Linked DNA regions of Mus musculus: regions 1, 2 and 3 are each linked to region 4. The links are chromatin contacts, called in public HiChIP or PLAC-seq maps. All regions are on one chromosome and are shown on one strand. Each heading gives the region's core, a stretch centred on a gene start, on an enhancer-like site or on the middle of the called end of the contact. The rest is flanking DNA. Distances are from core to core; before and after follow the strand shown.

Region 1 (2,700 bases), core at 4-2,503, 160 kb before region 4:
TCTGCCCACAGAGACCAGAGGAAGGAGTCTTGTCCCTTAGAGTGGAGTTTCAAGTTCTTTCAAGCCTAACTCTGGTCCTCTGGAAGAGCGGCAAGTGCTCTTAACCACCCAGCTCTGGAGGGTGGGGGCAGGAAGGTGGAGGCGTAATCAATCTTGTATTGCCAATTTCAGAGGACCGATCTTTAAATGATTAACATGTCTGTATATAGAGCTGAGCAGAAATCTGATCTGGAAGGCCAAAGGACACATTGCTGGGCTTGGTGACCTCCTGAAATGGGTATAAAGTCAACTAAAAGCAAGCAGGGGTGGTGCTTTCTCCACTGTACATTTCCCCAGTGGACTGTTATGGTGATAAGTACCCTGAGAGGACACAACTTTTCCTGAGTGTGAAAGAGAAGAGGGTCTTTTTCCAGCCAGGCTGGAGGCCAGGGTAGAAAAGGCCAGGACAGGGCCTGGAGAGATGGCACAGTGGCTAAGAGCACCTGTTGTTCTTGCAGAGGACTTGGGTTCAGTTCCCAGCACCCGCTTGGCAGCTCACAAGCATCTGTAACTCCAATTCCGGGGGGTGGGGGTGGGGGGTCCCGATGCCCTCTTCTGATCTCTGTGGGCAGCAGGAAATGAACTGTTAGTCACAGGATGTTAGTTTGGACAGAGGGGTGGGTAAGGAAGCCCCGTTGTGGGGGTTAAAGCTAGAAAATATAAGTTGCCTCTGGAATTGCAACTTCCAAATTTCCCCCCTCAGCACTGCAAGACTGGTCAGTCAGTCAGTCTCTGCAGACAGAGCGTCTTTCTGGAAATTCTTGTTCACAACACACACATACATTTACATAGATACACATTCACACATGTATACATGCATTCACACACCACCACTCACATACATGCACACCCTCTCATACTCCTAGACACCATCAAATGCACTAACACACATATACTTACACTCAGTCACATACAATTACATAGACATACATACATACATGTATACGCTCATATATACACTTACCCACACTCACATAATATAGGCACAGGTTTATGCTAACATATATTTACATACATACACACAGAGACACACATATATACTCATATGTGTTCACATATATACTTGCACATTCTCACATACATAGGCACTCATTTATAGTCACACATACTAGGATATACGCGCGCGCGCGCGCACACACACACACGCACGCACGCACACACACACACTCAGTGCCTTCCCCTCATAGGCTAGCCATTGGGAGGGTAAAAGCTTGGCAAAAGAAGGCTAAGGAACCAAGGTGGGCTGTAATTGACTCCCTCGGGGTTGGGGACCCTACCGGGCTGTCCCGGCTGTCCGCAGCACAGTGCTTTTGTTCTGAGGTGAATGCTTAAATCCGCCCAGAGAGGGGGTTCAGGGAAACAGTTGGAGTCGCCTGTGTTTTTGTTGGGAGGACGGAGTCACGTGAAAAACAATGAGGTAGAGTATAGCAAGTGTTAGGAAGAGACTGAGAAGTGGGGGCTTCTGGAAAGTGCTGGATTCTCCCAGTGTCACCAACAGAGAATGAGACTGCAAGTGGGGGCGGGCTGCACTTGCTGAGTCTTGAGCTAGCGACGCGCAGAGGTGCGGGGAGGAGCGAGCGCTGGAAGGAAGAGGAAGGAGGGAAGAAAGGAAAGATCGCCAAGAAAAAAGGTGAGGGGAGAGGAGAGGGGCCCTGGGGTTCGGGTTGGGGCGGTGGGCGTGTGCGGCGCGCGGGAGGGGTGTCTGCAGTCGTGTGTGTGTGTGTGTGTGTGTGTGTGTGTGTGTGTGTGCGCGTGCGTGCGCAGCTCCGCCTCGGTAGCACCCACCCGCACTTGTGAGCCCACAGAGGGTGGTGTGCGGGCAGGAGAGGTGGCCTGGGGCAGTGTCTTTCTCTGCTGGCTTTCCTTCCCGGGTGCTGGGGACTTGCGCAGGCCCTTCACAGACTGCACCGCCGCCGCTCCGCCGTAGCCAGTCTCCAACGCTTGCCTGCCTGGCTCCTCTCCAGGTGCCACCAACTCCTGCGACCCCAAGCAGGGGTGTAGCTTGGAGTTTTGCAGGCAGCCTTCTTGGAAGGGTCTAGCCTTTAAATCTAGCTAGCTGATTCTGGGCCAACCTCCCCTCCCCCGCCACAGACTGGGTCAGGCACCAGACCTGAGAGTGTGTGCGTGTGTGTTCACGCGCATGTGCCCAGAAGGTAAGGCTTGCTCAAAGCAAGCAACTGGGTTCTGGAAGACCCAGCCCACCAACACTGAGGTGTGTGGTTGCTTGCTTCCTGATTCTTGAGATGGCTCTGGGTCTGACTGGGAATTTAAAAAAAAAAAAAAAATCATCTAATTTGCCTATAGGTGGCAAAGATTTCCTAGGGTCTTAATTCCTAGAAAATAAGATGCCCAGAGCCACTCTGACAATTGTTCCCCTACTGTTCAGACACCTATCACTGTGCCCTGGTCCTGTCTTCATTTCTCATCCCCATCCTTGCACAGCTTAAGACTGCTGTGCCCAAGTCTCAGATGACACAGTGGAGGCCCAGACACTTTATATCCCTTATTCCAATTCTCAGGACCTGCAAAGAAAGTCAGAATTAAAACTGGTGTGTTGCAGGACATTGTTCCAGACTTTTAACAATGCACTCGGGTGGCAGACAGATCTCTGGGAGTTTGAGGCCAGCCTAGCCTGCACAGGGAGTTAGAGGACAACGAGAG
Region 2 (2,700 bases), core at 88-2,587, 180 kb before region 4:
TCTTTCTTTCTTTTTTTTTTTTTTTTTTTTTTTTTTTTTTGGTTTTTTGAGACAGGGTTTCTCTGTATAGTCTTGGCTGTCCTGGAACTCACTTTGTAGACCAGGCTGGTCTCGAACTCAGAAATCCGCCTGTCTCTGCCTCCCGAGTGCTGGGATTAAAGGCGTGCGCCACCACCGCCCGGTGATGGCAGCAATTTCTAAATGTGCTGGAGAACCTGGGTGCCTGGGGTCCTTCTGGAGTCTAAGGAATTAAAGAAAGGGTCCCCAGCCAGATGCTCCAATGGGAAAGTGTTGAATTGGACAAAGGAAAGCAGAGGTTCCTACAGCGTGATCTAGCAGAACCTTTCCTAATATACTAATAGAGATTCCGAGTTCTCCAAGTGAAGGTCGGAAAGCCAGCCAGTGGGGTTTCCCAAAGCAGCTGGCCAGTGAAATCCTGTCTCTACGGTGTGAGTGCTGAGAACTGAGACCTCCCCCAGGAAGAGCAGCCATGGTCAGCTTCTGGTCCAGGTCCAGGTAAGTGGATTCACCCACAGGAGTCTGAACCCAGATCCTCTCCTCACCTGCCCAGCCCAGCAGATCAGAGCTACCTACAGTGAGCCTGGGAGGAGGAAGCAAAAGGACAGGGAAAAAAATTCCTCGATCTCTAGGCCGTCAGGACAACAGTTGGAGGGGGCATAGACCAAATTGAATACGGGGGCAAGTTTGTGGGAATGGCTGATTATAATTCCTGAGTCTTAGACATGGAGCATGCAACTCTTGACTTTCTATTTATGTCGGGGGTGGTCCTCCAATCTGGACAGTTCTGGGCTAGTGGTTATTCTGGGGAAAACAAAACACTCAATTCTTTCCATTGTGCCATTCTCCAACTGCTCTCCAGTATTCAAAATGAAAGTCATCCATTTCCCCAAGACCTTTTCCTCAGTAGCCATCCGTGTCTTAAAACCAGGAAGCACAGGTTTGGCTATTCACCACCTCAAGGACTCAAGAACCATCATGTGTGGGCTTTCATTTCCCCAGCCCCGGAAGGTCCTTGTGTTCTCCATCCCTGCCGCGGTCTCAGCTGCAGAGAACACACAGAGTCAAGGAGGAAAATGACAAATGAAATGATGAAAATCAGAGTTCTGGCTGAATGATGCTGCTCTTGAACTCCTAGACTGGGATCCAGGTCTCCATAAGTCCTGTCACCTCTTACCCCAGCAAGTCCATTCTCTGACTTTTTTTTTTTCTGCTCTGTTCTATGTCCCAGGAAGCTGACCTGGGGACCACCTGAGGACATGCCCTTGTCTAAGCAAGCCTTCAGCTTTAGAAAGAATGCACAGGGTGGGGCGGCCAGGTGATGCCCACACATCCATCATGTCACTGAGCAACCCTGGGATGGATCTCTGTGGCAAGGTGATAGTGCTTTCATGTCCACAATTGGCAAGTGTTACATAGAGGGGTGTTTCTCTGTTCCTGATGTAGACATCAGAAAAGACTGGATCTTCACTCTTCCCCGGCTGAGCTCTTGATGGAAAGAGATGGGGCTATTCCAGCTTGAGATTCAAATACTCCCACCTAGACCAGGCTCCTGATATTTTATACAGGGGGGTGTCTGAGACCAAATTACTCATATGGCCACTGTACAATTATCCAACATAGAACACAGGACCAGGCCATTCTCTTGTGAAAGGTGTCCCTTGTAAAGAGTGAACAGTTCAAACTCTGACTCATTCAGGCAAGAGGTTATCTAGAGTAAGCAGAAACAGAAGGCAAGGGAGGAAACACCCTTTTCTTGATAGGGCTGGGGGGGGGGCAGTTGACACAAATCCAATGTATTTGGAAACTTTCAGTAGGAAATGGTCTGTAGCCTGGTAAAGGGAGACTGGGGCTAGCCCTCAACTTGGACTTATTCTCAGACCTCTAGAAAAGCATCCTTAAAATGTATATACACATTGGGAACTAAGAGTTCAAAGCTTAGGCTACAACTCTACCATCCAAGTACAGTGGTAGCAGTGGGATCAATTAGCAATAGGGGACACAATAGAGAAGGATCTCATAGGCCCAGTCACTGACAGGGCCATAGCCAGAGATCCAGGTCATAGTCCCATGAAGCACCTGGGCATCACTTAGAGATCACTAAGTAACATTCTGAAAGAGACTAATTTTCAGTGATGATAATTTCAATTAACAACTGCATATGTGTCCATTTCTGTTGCTATACCAAATAAACCAAGTCTGGAAACTGTATAAAGAAAAGAGGTTCACTGAACACACAGCATTTGAGGCAGGAAATCCAGGGTCAGTCAACCTTAGTCTTTCAGCCTCGATGGAGGGTCTCATGGCAGATGGCATCATGGCTTGAGGGGCTGTAAGAGGAGAGATCACATGACTTTTTTTCTAACAAATCACTCTCACAGGAACAAAAAGGGTCCCAGGATAACTACCTTTATTTATTCCGAGGACAGAGACAGCCAGGAACCAAATGTCCTTGGGGGACGAGTCACATCTAATCATGGCAGGCTGGGTATGTCAGTTTGGACAGTGGAAAGAAGGCATCTCCAATCTTGAGCTACTCAGTTAACATCAACAAGTCAGCTTCAGAGAACACTACTGCCAATCACGTGGTCATCTTTCAGGCCAGGCTCAGCTAGTGTGATTCTAGAATATGAAGGTTCGGGGAGGATTAAAACTCCTGCTTCTGTATTTGAAAAGTAGAGT
Region 3 (2,700 bases), core at 83-2,582, 220 kb before region 4:
ATTTTGGAGGGGGCTGGTGAGATGTCTCAGTGGGTAAGAGCACCCGACTGCTCTTCTGAAGGTCCAGAGTTCAAATCCCAGCAACCACATGGTGGCTCACAACCATCCGTAACAAGATCTGACTCCCTCTTCTGGTGTGTCTGAAGACAGCTACAGTGTACTTACATATAATAATAAATAAATAAATCTTTAAAAAAAAAAGAAAAAAGAAAATATTTTGGAGTTTAGCTGTGCTGCCAGATACATAATAAATACACAAAGCCATTTGACTTCGCCCTTTGAGAAGATAAACTTAATGGCAACTTTTACCTCAATTGAATATGATGAGACTCCTGGTGTACTGCCTGTATTTTAAAAGTATTAGCAGGTTGTGGTAGCACGCATTTGTAATCCCTGCACTTGGGAGGAGAGGCAGAAGGACAAGGATTTCAAGGTCATTCTCAGCTATGTAGCGAGTCCAAAGCCAAACTGAGTAATATGAGCCTTTAGAAGGCAAAAGTTAAAACAACAACAACTAATGTTTAAGATAAACAAAAGAAATGAAAGAAATTCCACCACCACCACCACCACCACCACCACCATCACCAGAAAGATACACAGCAGCTCAGTGAACATCAATGTTAAAGATAATTACATAGGAGAAATTCACTTCACACTCACTATGGAATTCTGATTTTTTTATTTTTTAAAAAATCGGATGCTAACATGTTGACAAGGATGTGAAGACTGTGCTGGAGGGGGCAGAACGTGGTGCAGCTATGTTGGAAAACGTTCTATCGGTTCCTCAAAGAGTTAAATACAGAGGTACTGTATGAGCCAACCATTGCACTCCAAGGTATAGGTATGGGGGGGGCGGGCAATGTACAAACCCCATGCACAGATGCTTGAAGCAGCAGTGCTTCTAACAGCCCTAAAGAGAAGCAGTCCAAATGCATAAGCCCTGATTATAGTGTTATTTACATTCAATAGAACAGCATTCAGCAATGAAAAGGTATTGCTACATACGATGGCACAGTTCACTCTAGACACTGTGTTAAGAGAAAGGAGCCAGTCATTAAAAAAAAAATTGTACAATCCTGTTTACGAGAAATATTCTGAGTAGGCAAATTGAAAGTGACTGAGAGTGGCTTAGAGGTTACGGGGGGGGGGGTTCATATAGGTGGAGAAGGAAGTGGGTTGGTGAATCCAGTTTCTCATAGAGTAGATGACACTTCTAAAATTAACTTGTGACTGGCAACTTCCCGACTGTCAGTGTGCTGGCAGCACTTCCCTGCCCACGGGATGCTAAGTTCATGAATCACATAGGGTGAGGATCTCCAAAACACTTTCAAGTGTTTTGGGCGAGGCTGCAGTCTGAACGCCAGCAAATGAAGAAAAGACATCAGACCCTGCACTCTCCTGCCTGGGTGCCTCCCTGTTTCTCTCTGGATTGATTGCACTTCTCACTGTACCTGGCAAAAGCAACTGAAGAAAGGAAGGAAAGGTTTACTAGGGCTGATAATCTGAAGTTAAGGGTACAGTCCACGACGGCAGGAGAGGTCTGGCAACAGGGAAGGTCTTCCTGCTATACTGCATGCACAGTCGGGAAGCAGAAAGAAACAAAAGGGCACCTTCCTCCCTTTCTCCTTTCTATTCAGTCCAAGAGTAGAGCCCCAGGGCTGGTGAGATGGCTCACTGTGGTAAGAGCACCGACTGCTCTTCCGAAGGTCCTGAGTTCAAATCCCAGCAACCACATGGTGGCTCACAACCATCCATGAGATCTGATGCCTTCTTCTGGTGCATCTGAAGACAACTACAGTGGACTTATGTATAATAATAAATAAATCTAAAAAAAAGGAGTAGAGCCCAGGGGACAGTGCCGCCCACATTTAGGGTGAGTCTTCCCTCCCCATTTAAACCTCGGAAACACCCTCGTGGACACTCCTTGAGGTAAACTTTCCTGGGTGGCTCTTGAGTCCAGTCCAGTTGACAACGGAAGAGCAGTTTTCATATGCTGGAAACAAAAACCACACAGGTCTAATTGAGAGTGTGTGTCTGTGCAGTGCTTTGCTAGTCCATTATAAAGTTAGTTTCTTTTTCAGTATCTAACTTGCTTTTGTTGCAATTGGCCTTCTGTCTTACTTCATTTTCTTTAGCACTCTGACTGCAGCTCACCATAGGTGTGTCTGGAAAATGCAGTCCTTCGATGACGGGAGATCTTGGTGAGCAGCTATCCATCTCTGCTACAAAAGTCTACTTTATAGAGACTTATTTTGAGGTTTAAATAGATAAAAAGCTAAGGCCTTCAGTGTGGTGCCGGTTGTGGTGTTCACAGAACTCACAATACTGGGGGGGGTGGAGGGGGAGGTCTTTTGTTAAGCTGCCATGATGTTTGGCCTAGTGCAGGGGAGGTCTTAGAGACAAGGCTGGCAACTTAACAGTGACAGCTCTGTCCTGAGAGTATTTTAATTGCCTTCTTGAGGCTTTCTGTAATCTCGTTGGCATTCTCCCAACTACAGATTCCACACCAGCACTCGGCATACAAGGAAGGGTTTCATCATCGGCCCCCATCAGTCTCCAGAGAGAGCAGCATCCCACTCTAGACTGTTCTGCGTTTCCAGTCTGGTCCTGCATGGCACAGTGGGAAAGTTCCCCGAGGCTCCTGAGGCTCTCCTGTGCCCCTTTAATGTGGAGTTGAGTTAATGTATCCATAGCGAGTTA
Region 4 (2,700 bases), core at 125-2,624:
CATAGCTGGATTAAATTTCCTCTACAGTCACTGAATGATGTCCTAGCCATCCTGGTTTACGGTAAATACTTTCAGTGATGTTTACAGAGGGGCAAAATTGCCTGCCACCAGGTTTCTCTGACTCTACACCCCGCTGTAGAGCAATATTAAGCAATGTGTGTCTGTGTTCCTTGTATCCAGGTGTTTAACCATTATTCCAGGTCTCTTTCCTTACTTGCTTCTAATACTTTAGTCCTAATCCACTCAGGACCCTCTGAATTGGTCCGGATTTCATTAGCTAGAAGGGGTACTGCCTACCTTCCTGGTCAGTGGTTTATGTAAGAAGCAAAAGGGGAAAGAATTATATAATCTAAGGTTAATTTAAGTGGAATAAGAGAAATATGCATATGAGTGCTTAGTTAAGCACCTCTGAAATAATATAATCTATATAGCTTAGATTTAAAAGTCATACCAACATGAATAAGACAATAAAAACAGAGACTGGTTAGAATCTGTGGGGTCAGCAGATTTACTTAGGGGTAGATATTTGAGTGACAGATATCACTGTCAGACAGGACAAACACATACCACCAGAGCAGAAAACTAAGCAAAATACGCTAAAATAAATAAATTTATTTATTTTAGAATTAGAATCCATATGCTCGCCTTAGACAGACGTGGTTCAAAACTAGGTTGTGGTGAGTAAAGCTGAAAACATAAAAGACTAGACCAGTCTCCAGTGTGCTATGAAGAGAATTCAGGGAACAAGGCATGTCCCAGAAGCTACCTGGGCGCAGGTACAGACTGGGTTTGTGCCTTCGGGTTGAAGGGCTACACTTGGTGGTTACAGCCTCAGTGGGGTGTGGGACTCTCCAGTGCGATGCCTCCAGGCCATTCCCCTGACCTCACTCCTCTGCCTGCTTGTTTCTGTTAGTCTATTTAACATAAAAATATTAGCTCTTGGAGGATTGTATTGACCTGGCTTTATGTGAGGAAACTTCAGAGCTCAGGTCTATACCATGTGGTCGGGAAGCATCCGGTGAGGGCTGGTTGAGGAACTGGAGGCTGCTGTCCTAGGCGCCTGTCTTGTATGTGCCAAAGCAGAGCAGGCGCCTGAAGCGGTACTTAGCCCACTGATTTTTCCTCCTAGCCAGAGAACATTGCTCAGAGAGTACTGGTTCCTGAGCAATGGTAGCCTTCTATTAGTTCCAACGTCACAGAAACAAAACGATCCTAAAAGGCAGAGGAAGAGAGAATCTTGCATCTAGCAAGTGCAGATCTACAATAACAAACTTTATCTATGAAAGCCTAGAGAGTAAGTCTCTCAGGTCTTGTAAGCTGTGTGTCTCTATTATCAATACCCAACCTAAGCTATGGGCCAGGGCAGCCACAGATGACTCATGAGTGATGACTGTATGAGACATATCCCGGTGTGACTTTGTTTACAGAAACACAACAGGCTTGCCCTAGGAACCAAAGTTTTCTAATAGTTAAAATATAATAGAGAAAAGAATATTGCTGAGGTCAGGGAACAGACCTAACCTCGCAATGGACGCCGGAGGCTTTGAAGCAATATAGCATTATATTTCCTTGTATTTTATTATTTTATGTAACCCTTGCGAGAGTGGTTTTTTTTTTCTTTTTTTTTTTTGTCTGTAGCAGGATACCAGTTCGATATCAGTTACCTCATATTAAACTTCAGAGACTATGATAAGTGATCGTAAAGTCTCTCAAAATTAAAATCAAAACAAGACAAAACAAAACAGACCCCTGCGATCCTGTGGCAGTGTGAGCAAGGCCAGACGGTATATTCTTTAAAGATAACATCTGTTGTCTCATCTCATTCCCTCTCTGCCCCCAGTGCCCATGTGAAGTTCTGTTATTGTCAACCAAGCCGGTCAGGGTCCATCTCACAATGGAACCCTTTGTCTACCAGGCGGGAGTTAGGCTTCCACCCTCCCCGTCCTGCTGTTTATGTGGATAGAATCCACCACGCTATCATTTTTCAGTCATAAAGTTTATTGAACCCGATCTGGTTCTGCGTCCTGTGTTAAAAATATCTATGCTGGGAGTGGAGGTATGAACTGTGATACCAGCAAGTGGGAGGTGACTTGGGGCATAGGAGTCCACAGCAAACTCAAGACTAGCCTGGGCTACATGAGACCCAATCTCAAGAAAAGAGCAAAGAAGAAAAAGGAGAGGGGAAGGGAAGAAAGGGTTCATTATAAAGGGAAGTTAATCTCAGACGAAGGTGATTTGGTTCTAAAAATTAGAATCCATATGCTCGCCTTAGACAGTTTATTTTTCTAGATTCTGCATCTATTAAATTAAGCACGTCGTTGTCGATTGATTTAAATTGCTAAGCAATACAGGTGTAGATTATTCATAGTTGCCTGCTCCAATTTCTTCCTGTTCTTTCATGTAGCCCTTTGATGGGTTTTCTGCTTTTCGGAAGTAATTTAAGCTCAGGCTGGTCATACAGTCTCTTACACTGTGTGTGGAGGAAGTACTAGTTAGAACATATTTCCAGCTCCCTTGATGAAGAAACCTGTTAAAAATTCTCATTATTCTTAGTCTTCTCAAATTCCCCATTCTATTTTAAAATCGAGTTAAAAGAAAGTTAACCTTGGGCTGGAGAATGGCTCAGCTGTTACTATCATTTCCTGTATTTGCAGGGGATCTGAGTTTAGCACCCACATCAGGTGTCTCATAGCTGCCTAT

The links. HiChIP or PLAC-seq counts read pairs in DNA pulled down with a chosen protein or histone mark.
Region 1: an HNF4G HiChIP or PLAC-seq map of pancreatic cancer cells shows a contact between it and region 4. The contact joins the promoter of Ociad2 here to the enhancer-like site in region 4. A contact is called at or near these places in 4 of 39 promoter capture datasets (the 3T3-L1 cell line, embryonic stem cells and hematopoietic stem and progenitor cells), 2 of 115 datasets of contacts at active chromatin or transcription factors (embryonic stem cells and pancreatic cancer cells) and 3 of 9 other capture datasets (adipose tissue, liver and pancreatic islet).
Region 2: a contact with region 4 is called in a FOXA1 HiChIP or PLAC-seq map of pancreatic cancer cells. The contact joins two enhancer-like sites. A contact is called at or near these places in 2 of 15 datasets of contacts at CTCF or cohesin (the G1E-ER4 cell line and large pre-B cells), 8 of 484 Hi-C or Micro-C datasets (the G1E-ER4 cell line, embryonic stem cells, erythroblasts and 2 more), 7 of 115 datasets of contacts at active chromatin or transcription factors (embryonic fibroblasts, embryonic stem cells, extraembryonic endoderm stem cells and 3 more) and 4 of 9 other capture datasets (adipose tissue, embryonic stem cells, liver and 1 more).
Region 3: an HNF4G HiChIP or PLAC-seq map of pancreatic cancer cells shows a contact between it and region 4. The contact joins two enhancer-like sites. A contact is called at or near these places in 5 of 39 promoter capture datasets (the C10 cell line, cranial neural crest, embryonic stem cells and 2 more), 2 of 115 datasets of contacts at active chromatin or transcription factors (embryonic stem cells and pancreatic cancer cells) and 1 of 9 other capture datasets (adipose tissue).

Annotation. Positions count from the first base shown.
Region 1 is chr5:73,337,500-73,340,199 of GRCm38.p6, reverse strand. It overlaps Ociad2 (OCIA domain containing 2), which reads left to right and starts at 1,253. Exons shown (of 7, transcript NM_026950.4): 1 at 1,253-1,669.
Region 2 is chr5:73,363,353-73,366,052 of GRCm38.p6, reverse strand. It overlaps Gm34496 (a long non-coding RNA gene), which reads right to left. Exons shown (of 5, transcript XR_377015.2): 4 at 2,427-2,640; 5 at 2,287-2,348. Among named protein-coding and RNA genes, the nearest start is that of Gm34583, 6.2 kb to the left of the region's middle. Within about 2 kb of position 1,337, at least 23 of the 459 cell types and tissues checked have an H3K27ac peak or open chromatin away from gene starts, as enhancers often do. A contact at or near this core is called in pancreatic cancer cells, where this site is marked.
Region 3 is chr5:73,400,128-73,402,827 of GRCm38.p6, reverse strand. No RefSeq gene overlaps it. Among named protein-coding and RNA genes, the nearest start is that of Cwh43, 4.6 kb to the left of the region's middle. Within about 2 kb of position 1,332, at least 73 of the 459 cell types and tissues checked have an H3K27ac peak or open chromatin away from gene starts, as enhancers often do. A contact at or near this core is called in pancreatic cancer cells, where this site is marked.
Region 4 is chr5:73,181,580-73,184,279 of GRCm38.p6, reverse strand. The region is part of intron 3 of Fryl (FRY like transcription coactivator); the gene reads left to right. Among named protein-coding and RNA genes, the nearest start is that of 1700071G01Rik, 26 kb to the right of the region's middle. Within about 2 kb of position 1,374, at least 62 of the 459 cell types and tissues checked have an H3K27ac peak or open chromatin away from gene starts, as enhancers often do. A contact at or near this core is called in pancreatic cancer cells, where this site is marked.